Regions from separate parts of the Pan troglodytes genome. Here region 2 is linked to region 1. A link is a contact called in public capture Hi-C data. All regions are on one chromosome and are shown on one strand. The core of a region is the stretch at or near the end of the contact, and the rest is flanking DNA. Distances in the headings are between cores, read along the strand shown.

What was found. Capture Hi-C pulls out chosen DNA fragments and counts their contacts.
Region 2: a contact with region 1 is called in a capture Hi-C map of stem cell-derived neural stem cells, with 4 times the contacts expected there. The contact joins two enhancer-like sites. A contact is called at or near these places in 1 of 7 Hi-C or Micro-C datasets (stem cell-derived neural progenitor cells), 1 of 1 datasets of contacts at active chromatin or transcription factors (stem cell-derived excitatory neurons) and 1 of 1 other capture datasets (stem cell-derived neural stem cells).

What each region holds. Positions count from the first base shown.
Region 1 is chr18:75,732,182-75,735,820 of NHGRI_mPanTro3-v2.0_pri, forward strand. The region is part of intron 2 of LOC129137499 (a long non-coding RNA gene); the gene reads left to right. Among named protein-coding and RNA genes, the nearest start is that of NUDT7, 130 kb to the right of the region's middle. Within about 2 kb of position 2,215, at least 1 of the 24 cell types and tissues checked has an H3K27ac peak or open chromatin away from gene starts, as enhancers often do. A contact at or near this core is called in stem cell-derived neural stem cells, where this site is marked.
Region 2 is chr18:76,242,669-76,246,328 of NHGRI_mPanTro3-v2.0_pri, forward strand. The region is part of intron 1 of WWOX (WW domain containing oxidoreductase); the gene reads left to right. Among named protein-coding and RNA genes, the nearest start is that of WWOX, 3.8 kb to the left of the region's middle. Within about 2 kb of position 1,698, at least 6 of the 24 cell types and tissues checked have an H3K27ac peak or open chromatin away from gene starts, as enhancers often do. A contact at or near this core is called in stem cell-derived neural stem cells, where this site is marked.

The sequences.
Region 1 (3,639 bases), core at 965-3,464:
GAAGGCCAAAAAGAGGAACTTCCAGGAAACAGAAAATATTAAAGGCATGAAATAAAGTAGAACTCAAGAAAACAAACCCATAAATGTGTTTATGAACATTTGGGCTCATTCTCTTACAGTGCATGTACAGATCTGATCCTACTCAGCCTACTACATAGACACATTGCTCAATGAACAAACTACCTTCCAGGATCCAGACTGGCCACTAGATGGAGCACATGCAGGGCAGATCCAAATAGCACTGAAAAGTGTTTGAAAACTGGACAAATGTTGGAATCATAACCCATAGAATGTCAGGTAGAACTTGGGGCCTGGCCTCAGACAGCCCAACTGACTGCTAAAAGAAAAATATCAACATCCTTCACAGGATTTTAGAAAGACCCAGAGTCTATTATCACTACATTTAAAATGCTCAGGATACAATCTAAAATTACTCCAACAAATGAAAAATCAGGAAAGGCTAAACTCAAATGGTAAGAGATAATCAATGGACATCAACACAGATATAATACAAATGTTGAAATTATCTGAGAAAGCCTTTAAAATATAGTATAAAAATACAGTTGCTTGAGCAAGCAACTCTAAATGCTTTTGAAACCAAAGGAAAGAGAGAAAGTCTCAGCAAAGACATAGAGGATATACAGAAGAATCAAGTCAGTATCTTAGAACTGAAAAGCACAACTGCGATTTAAAAAAAAAAAAAAAACCCTCACTGAATGGGCTTAATAGAATGAAGATAACAGAAGAAAGAGTCAGTGAACTTGAAGATAGAGCAAAAAAACTTACCCAATCTAAAAAGAAAGAAAAAGATTGAAAAACCTTAATAGAGCCTCATGGATCTACGTGATAATAAATGTTTTAACATTCATGTGACTGAAATCCCGGAAATAGAAAGAATACAGTACTGAAAAAATATTTGAAGATTACAAGTTGAAAACTTCCCAAATTTGGTGAAAGACATAAACCTACAGATTCAAGAAGCTGAGTAATTCCCAAACAGGACAAACCAAAATAAATCCACACCAAGACACATCTTACTCAGTTAAAAACTAAGGAAAAAGAATAAAGTCATTATCCATAGAGACACAGCAATTGAAATTACTGCAGATTTCTCACTAGAAACTGATAGTTACAGGAGGCAGCTCAATGCCTAGGCAGAAAGGGGCAGATCCCTGTTGAAACCCCACCTCCAAGGCAAAGACAATTTAAAGCCTGAAAGCCAAGCTACAGGTTAAATCCTCAGACCAGATTGAGAACTTGTCTTCCCATTTGGCATACTTTCCTCTGGTTGATCCCCACCCTTTACCTATTTTATGTTTTCCTACCCTTTCCTAATTGGTTTTCTACACTGTTGTGGGGAAGGGGGGTGGTTGTTCCCCACCCCTGCAGTCAGGTGATTCCTCCCTCTCTGTGTTTCTGTGTCAGAGGCTTATTATTATTATTATTACCTTTGAGTGGTGTCTTCATTTTAATCTTTTGCATACAAACCAGTCAGCATGCACTCCCCATTCTGAGTCCATAAAAAGCCCTTGACCCAGCACTTTGGCAGGCCAAGGTGGGTGGATCACTTGAGGTCAGGAATTCAAGACCAGGTTGGCCAACATGGCAAAACCCCATCTCTACTAAAAATACAAAAATATTAGTCGGGCGTGATGGTACACACCTGTAGTCCCAGCTGCTCCAGAGGCTGAGGCAGGAGAATTGCTTAAACCTGGGAGGCAGAGGTTGCTGTGAGCCAAGATGGCACCACTGTACTCCAGCCTGGATGACAGAGCAAGACTCTGTCGAAAAATAATAATAATAATAATAATAAGCCTCTGACCCAGAAACACAGAGAGGGAGGAATCACCTGACTGCAGGGGTGGGGAACAACCACCCCCCTCCCCCACAAACTCCTCTCTCTCATGAGAGCCGTTTCATTGCTCAATAAAATCTTACATTCTCATCACCTTTTAATCATCAACATGATCTCATTCTTCTTGGACTCTGGACAAGAGCTTGGGACACACTGAGCTCAGGTACTCTGAAAGGCTGTAGCACTGGCCCTTTGGCCTCGCTGGTGGAGGGCAGCACCTCATATAATAGGGCAAGGGGCTGACCGAGCTGCTAACACACTGCTGTCCATCAGGCTGTGGACAGTGGAACTAAAAGAGCTAATGAGCACACTAACGCTGCTGCTTTGGGGTCACCGGCACCTCTGCCTGGGCACCGCCATGTTCCCCTGGAGGTAACACATCTGGTCTGGCCGTGGGCTGACAAGGAATTTGCTCCTGTGTTGGCACTCAGAGTGGCTGGATGAATCCTGTACTCATGAGCTCATGTGCTCCCTCCCGCAAGGGGCTGAGCGTGATGGGTCGAGTTGATGGGATGTCCCTGCTGTGAGCCCAACAAAGGGGCCGAGAAAAATCCTGTTTCAAAACTATGGGCCCAGAGGGTAGTTCCACACTATTCTTAAAGTGTTGAAATGAAAGAACTGTCAACACAAACTCTACATCCAGAAAAAATATCCTTCAGAAATAAAGTTGAAATAAGGACATGCTCAGATGAAGAAAAACTAAGAAAAATCGTTTACAACAGATCTGCCCTCACCAAATTGCTAAAGCAAGCTCCTCAAGAGGAAGGAAAATGATACCAGATAGAAATTTTAAACATCAGTAATAAAGAGCAAATGAAAGAGTAAATAGACCATTCTTCGCTTGAGAAAAAAGATGGAAAGCAAAAATTAAACGCCGTTTACTGGGGTTTTCAATATACATAGATGTACTGGATGAAAAATTATAACCTAAAGGGAAGTAAAGAGATGCTTATAGGAGTGTTGATATTCCACTGGAAATGGTAAAATGTTGAATTTCAGTAGACAGTTAAAAAGCTAAATATGTAATTATAAACCTCAGGGCAACTACTTAAAAACCAGACAAAAATATATGGTTAAAACACAGTAGATTTTTAAAAAATGCTTAAATAACCCAAAAGTAAACAGCAGAGAAGGAAATAGAGGATGGAAACAAGACGGGCATGGCCCCTACTTCCAAGACAATTTAAAAAGCTGATCAATATTTACATTTTAGGATAAAACTCCTGAAGGAAAATGTGAAGCAGAGCAAGCACTGTTGTAACTGCCTGGCAGAGTCTTCCTATCTGCTGCACAAATAAAGACCACAGCATTGCAGTAAAGAGTTTAATTGACGCAAGGCCAACCATGCCACATGGGAGATGGAGTTATTACTCAAATCAGTTTCATCTAAGGCTCATAGTTTAGGGGTTTTACAAAGCAGTTTGTACGAAGGGGTGGGGGTGTTCAGGTAATGGGTGCTTGCTGATGATCAGGTGGGGTAAAAATAAAATCACAGGGGGTTGAAGGTGTCTCCCTCAGGGAGTTGCTTCTGAGTGGGGCCACAAGAGGAGTGAGGGAAGGGTAGTTGGGTCCACTTAGAGCCATGTGTATCAGACATGTAAAAAACACCTGAAAAGATATCTTAAAAGGCCAATCATGTGTTTTACAATAGTGACATTATCTGTAGGACCTCCAGAATAATGGGTGGCAATTGTTTATGTCTACACCTTAGCAGAATTCAGGTTCCTGTCCTCCCTCTAGCCTGGTGGCATTTCATTAGCTTTACAAAGGTGGTTGTATTTTGG
Region 2 (3,660 bases), core at 448-2,947, 510 kb after region 1:
TTCTTTTTTTCTTTTGAGACGGAGTCTTGCTCTGTCGCCCAGGCTGGAGTGCAGCGGCGCGATCTCGGCTCACTGCAACCTCCGCCTCCCGGGTTCACGCCATTCTCCTGCCTCAGCCTCCCGAGTAGCTGGGACTACAGGCGCCCGCCACCACGCCCGGCTAAGTTTTTGTGTTTTTAGTAGAGACGGGGTTTCACCGTGTTAGCCAGGATGGTCTCGATCTCCTGACCTCGTGATCCTCCCGCCTCGGCCTGTCAAAGTGCTGGGATTACAGGCGTGAGCTACCGCTCCCGGCCTTTTTTTTTTTTTAAAGACAGGGTCTCACTCCGTCGCCCAAACTGGAGTGCGGTGGTGCGATCTCGGCTCACTGCAACCTCTGCATGCCGAGTTCAAGCGATTCTTGTGTCTCAGCCTCCCGAATAGCTGGGATTACAGGCGCCCGCCACCAGGCCTGGCTAATTTCGCGCTGTTGGCCCGGCTGGTCTCCAACTCCTGGCCTCAAGTGATCCACCCACCTCGGCCCCCCAAAGTGTTGGCATTACAGACAGGAGCCACTGCGTCAGCCCAGAATATCTGATTTAATTGGTTTGGCCCCTCCCCTCTCCCTTGGTAGGTTGGAAAAAAATCTTCCCTCCCAGGTGATTCTAATCTATGCAAGGATGTGAACCACTGCTGCCTTTGGTGGCAAGGTAGAGAAAAAACAACCAAGTTCTGATGAGTTCGTTCAAGACACACAGAGGTATTATGTGCCAGGCCTTTGGCTGGCACTGGTTATGCCGAGGCAAATAAGAGCCAGTTGTCATCCTTAGGACCCAATCTTATTAGGTCACAGTGACATGTGTAGGACTGTCCCCACGCAGTGTGTATACCAGGAAGTAGAGTGTCTGGCATGAGGTGTGTGTAGGTAGTTGGGGGGATCGTGAGGGAATATGGTGGCACCCTCACAGTAACCTTCACTTCCTGGGCTCAAGCGACCCTCCCGCATCAGCCTGTTGAGTACCCGGGACCACAGGTGTGTGCCTCCACACCCAGCTAATTATTACATGTTTTGTAGAAATGGGGTCTCACCATGTTGCCCAGGCTGGTTTGAACTCCTGAACTCAAGCCAGCCTCCCTCCCGAAGCACTGGAATCACAGGCCTGAGGCACTGTGCCAAGCCCAGAGCGGTGTTTTGAGCGCAAGTAGAGGTGGGTGGGGCAGGAGGGCAGTCTAGGTAGAGGGAACAGTGAGAGGAGAGACCCCCTGCATGGCCTGTCCAGGGGCCTGTGATCTTTGTGAGGGTCCAGGAATGTGAAGGTTAAGGCAGGGAAGGGAGGACCCAGTTCAAGGATTTCTGTGCCTTGCCGAGAAGCTTGGGCTCTGTTGGCATAGCCAGAGAGTGGCATTCATTCAGCTTGTGAATTCTGGAAGAATTTCTGGCTCTGGAGAATTAAAGGGACATTTCCAGCAGCAGAGCTCCAGTAGCCTTTGCAGGGGTGGAGGCAAGCTCCTGAGCGGGCACTTGCTGTTCCTCTCACCTGTACATTTGTCGGGGAAAGGCTCCTTCTCATCCTTCAGAGCTGAGCTTACATGTCACTGCCCAAGAGACCTTCCTAACTGTGGGTGTCCCCTCGACCTTGTACTGGTCACCTTGTTTCTCTGCTTCTTCGTGCTTAGCCTTGGCTGTGTACTCCTCCTTGTTGGCCCTGTCTCCCTTGCCCAGGTTGCAGATATCATGGGGCAGCTTGTTCATCTGAGTGTCCCCAGTGCTTGGCACCCAGAAGCCGTAAGATGAGCCCCTGTGGGATGAGTAAATGAATCATCTCGGGAAGGTCAGCCGCGGGCTTCTGTGGGTGGGTGGGTGGTGCACTGGGCCCCAGAGTACAAAGATGCACATGACCTGCTTCCGGCTTACTAAGCCCACCTCTGCCTCTGGCTCTGTGGGGTGTTTCCTCCTTTGCCACTCAGCCCCAGAGGTGCTTCTGCTTCCCTGCAGGCTTGCCCTGGAGCCTGGCGCTAGGGCCCTGGGGCTCCCTTGCTCCCGCTAGCCCTGCGTGCCCCCTGCACCTGCCTTCCTGCTGCCTGGCATTTCTCCCATCTGCTTTCTTCCTGAGTGGCCCCTGGCCAGGGGACTCGGGTGCATACATGGTTTCCAAACGCCTTTCCTCCAGCCCTCCCGACTAGTGTCTTAAATCTCAAGCTGGCCTCTCTGGCTCCGCTGTTTTTTTTTTTTTAAATTTAATTTAATTTTAAATTCCGGGATACATGTGCAGGATGTGCAGGTTTGTTACATAAGTAAACCTGTGCCATGGTGACTTGCTGCATTTGTCAACCCATCACCTAGGTGTTCAGCCCCCCGTGCATTAGCTATTTATTGTTTACACCAGCTGAGATGCCAGGGCTTGGCTGGCTCTCAGCTGGAGGGCTCACTCTCTGGACCTTGTGTCCGTCCCCGCTGGCCCTCACTTCTCTGGGTATCAGGGTTGAAAGGCTGAAATTCTTTGGGTGTTAGCTTAGGATGCCTCTGATCCATCCTAACCCGACATTCCCTTGATCTCTCCTGATCTGTGAGCATCCTGGCCCTTCTTTTCTTTTCAGTTTTAATTTTTGCGCTGGCTCCAACCCCTTTTCATTCCTGACTCTGGAAGTGACACCTGTTTTTCTCTTGGGGTTTGGGAAACTTTGTGGTTGTTCTTTCTAGGAGGCTGCTCTTTGAGTCATTTCTTTTCCATATTGTTTCTCCTACTGTAGCAGGGCCATGGCCAGGGATAGAGGCTGTAGCTCCCACTGAGACCTCGGGGTCTGGTGGAACCCGGTCTTGTGTGGGTGCTGCCGGCCTCTCCTGCTTTCCCACCTGCCTCACGGTTCACTTGTGTGCCTCAAAGGCACACATGCCCTAGCGCTCCAAAGCCCACCAGGGTGGGCTCCCAGGGGTGAGGTCGAGGTAGACCGGGAACCCAAGAGAGCTGGTGGGCCTTTCTTCTACCCCTCTCCCCTCACAGTCTCAGAGCAGCCCCTTCATGGGAGATGGGAAGTGAGGGACAAGGTCTCAGTGTCAGAGCCGTCCTTGTTTGCCCTTCCCCGTGCCTCTTATGAAGCTCAGGCCTTTTGGCAGTCAGAGGCCTCGATGGTGCCTGTGTCCACAGGGCTGGCTGTCCTCACCGGCAACTCTAGATCTCCCTGCTAACTTACACTGTGCTCAAAAAACACACACATGCACGCACGCACGCACGCGCACACACACACACACACACACACCCATAGGCTGGCCATGGTGGGAGGCCAAGGTGGGAGGATCGCCTGAGCCCAGGAGCTCGAGGCTGCAGTGGGCTATGATTGCGTCACTGTACTCTAGCCTGGGCCACAGAATGAGACCTTGTCTAAAAAAAAATTAACAGAAAACACCCCATACGTGGAAGTGTGGTATTCACATAATATGATGTTCACTTAATTTTGAATCCTTTGGTTTAAGTTTAGATTACTCTTAATTATCTTTTTAAATGACAAGCTTGTTGAAAGAATAAAAAATCAAAGACGGCTTCTATTTAAAGGAGAATACGAGAACGCTTAGGGGACATGTGTTCTTATTTTCTCTTCATTAAAAAGTCATTTAAGGTTATAATTAAAAAGAACATCTTTTAATTAATTTTTATATTTATTAAAAAAAGTCTTCTATTGAAA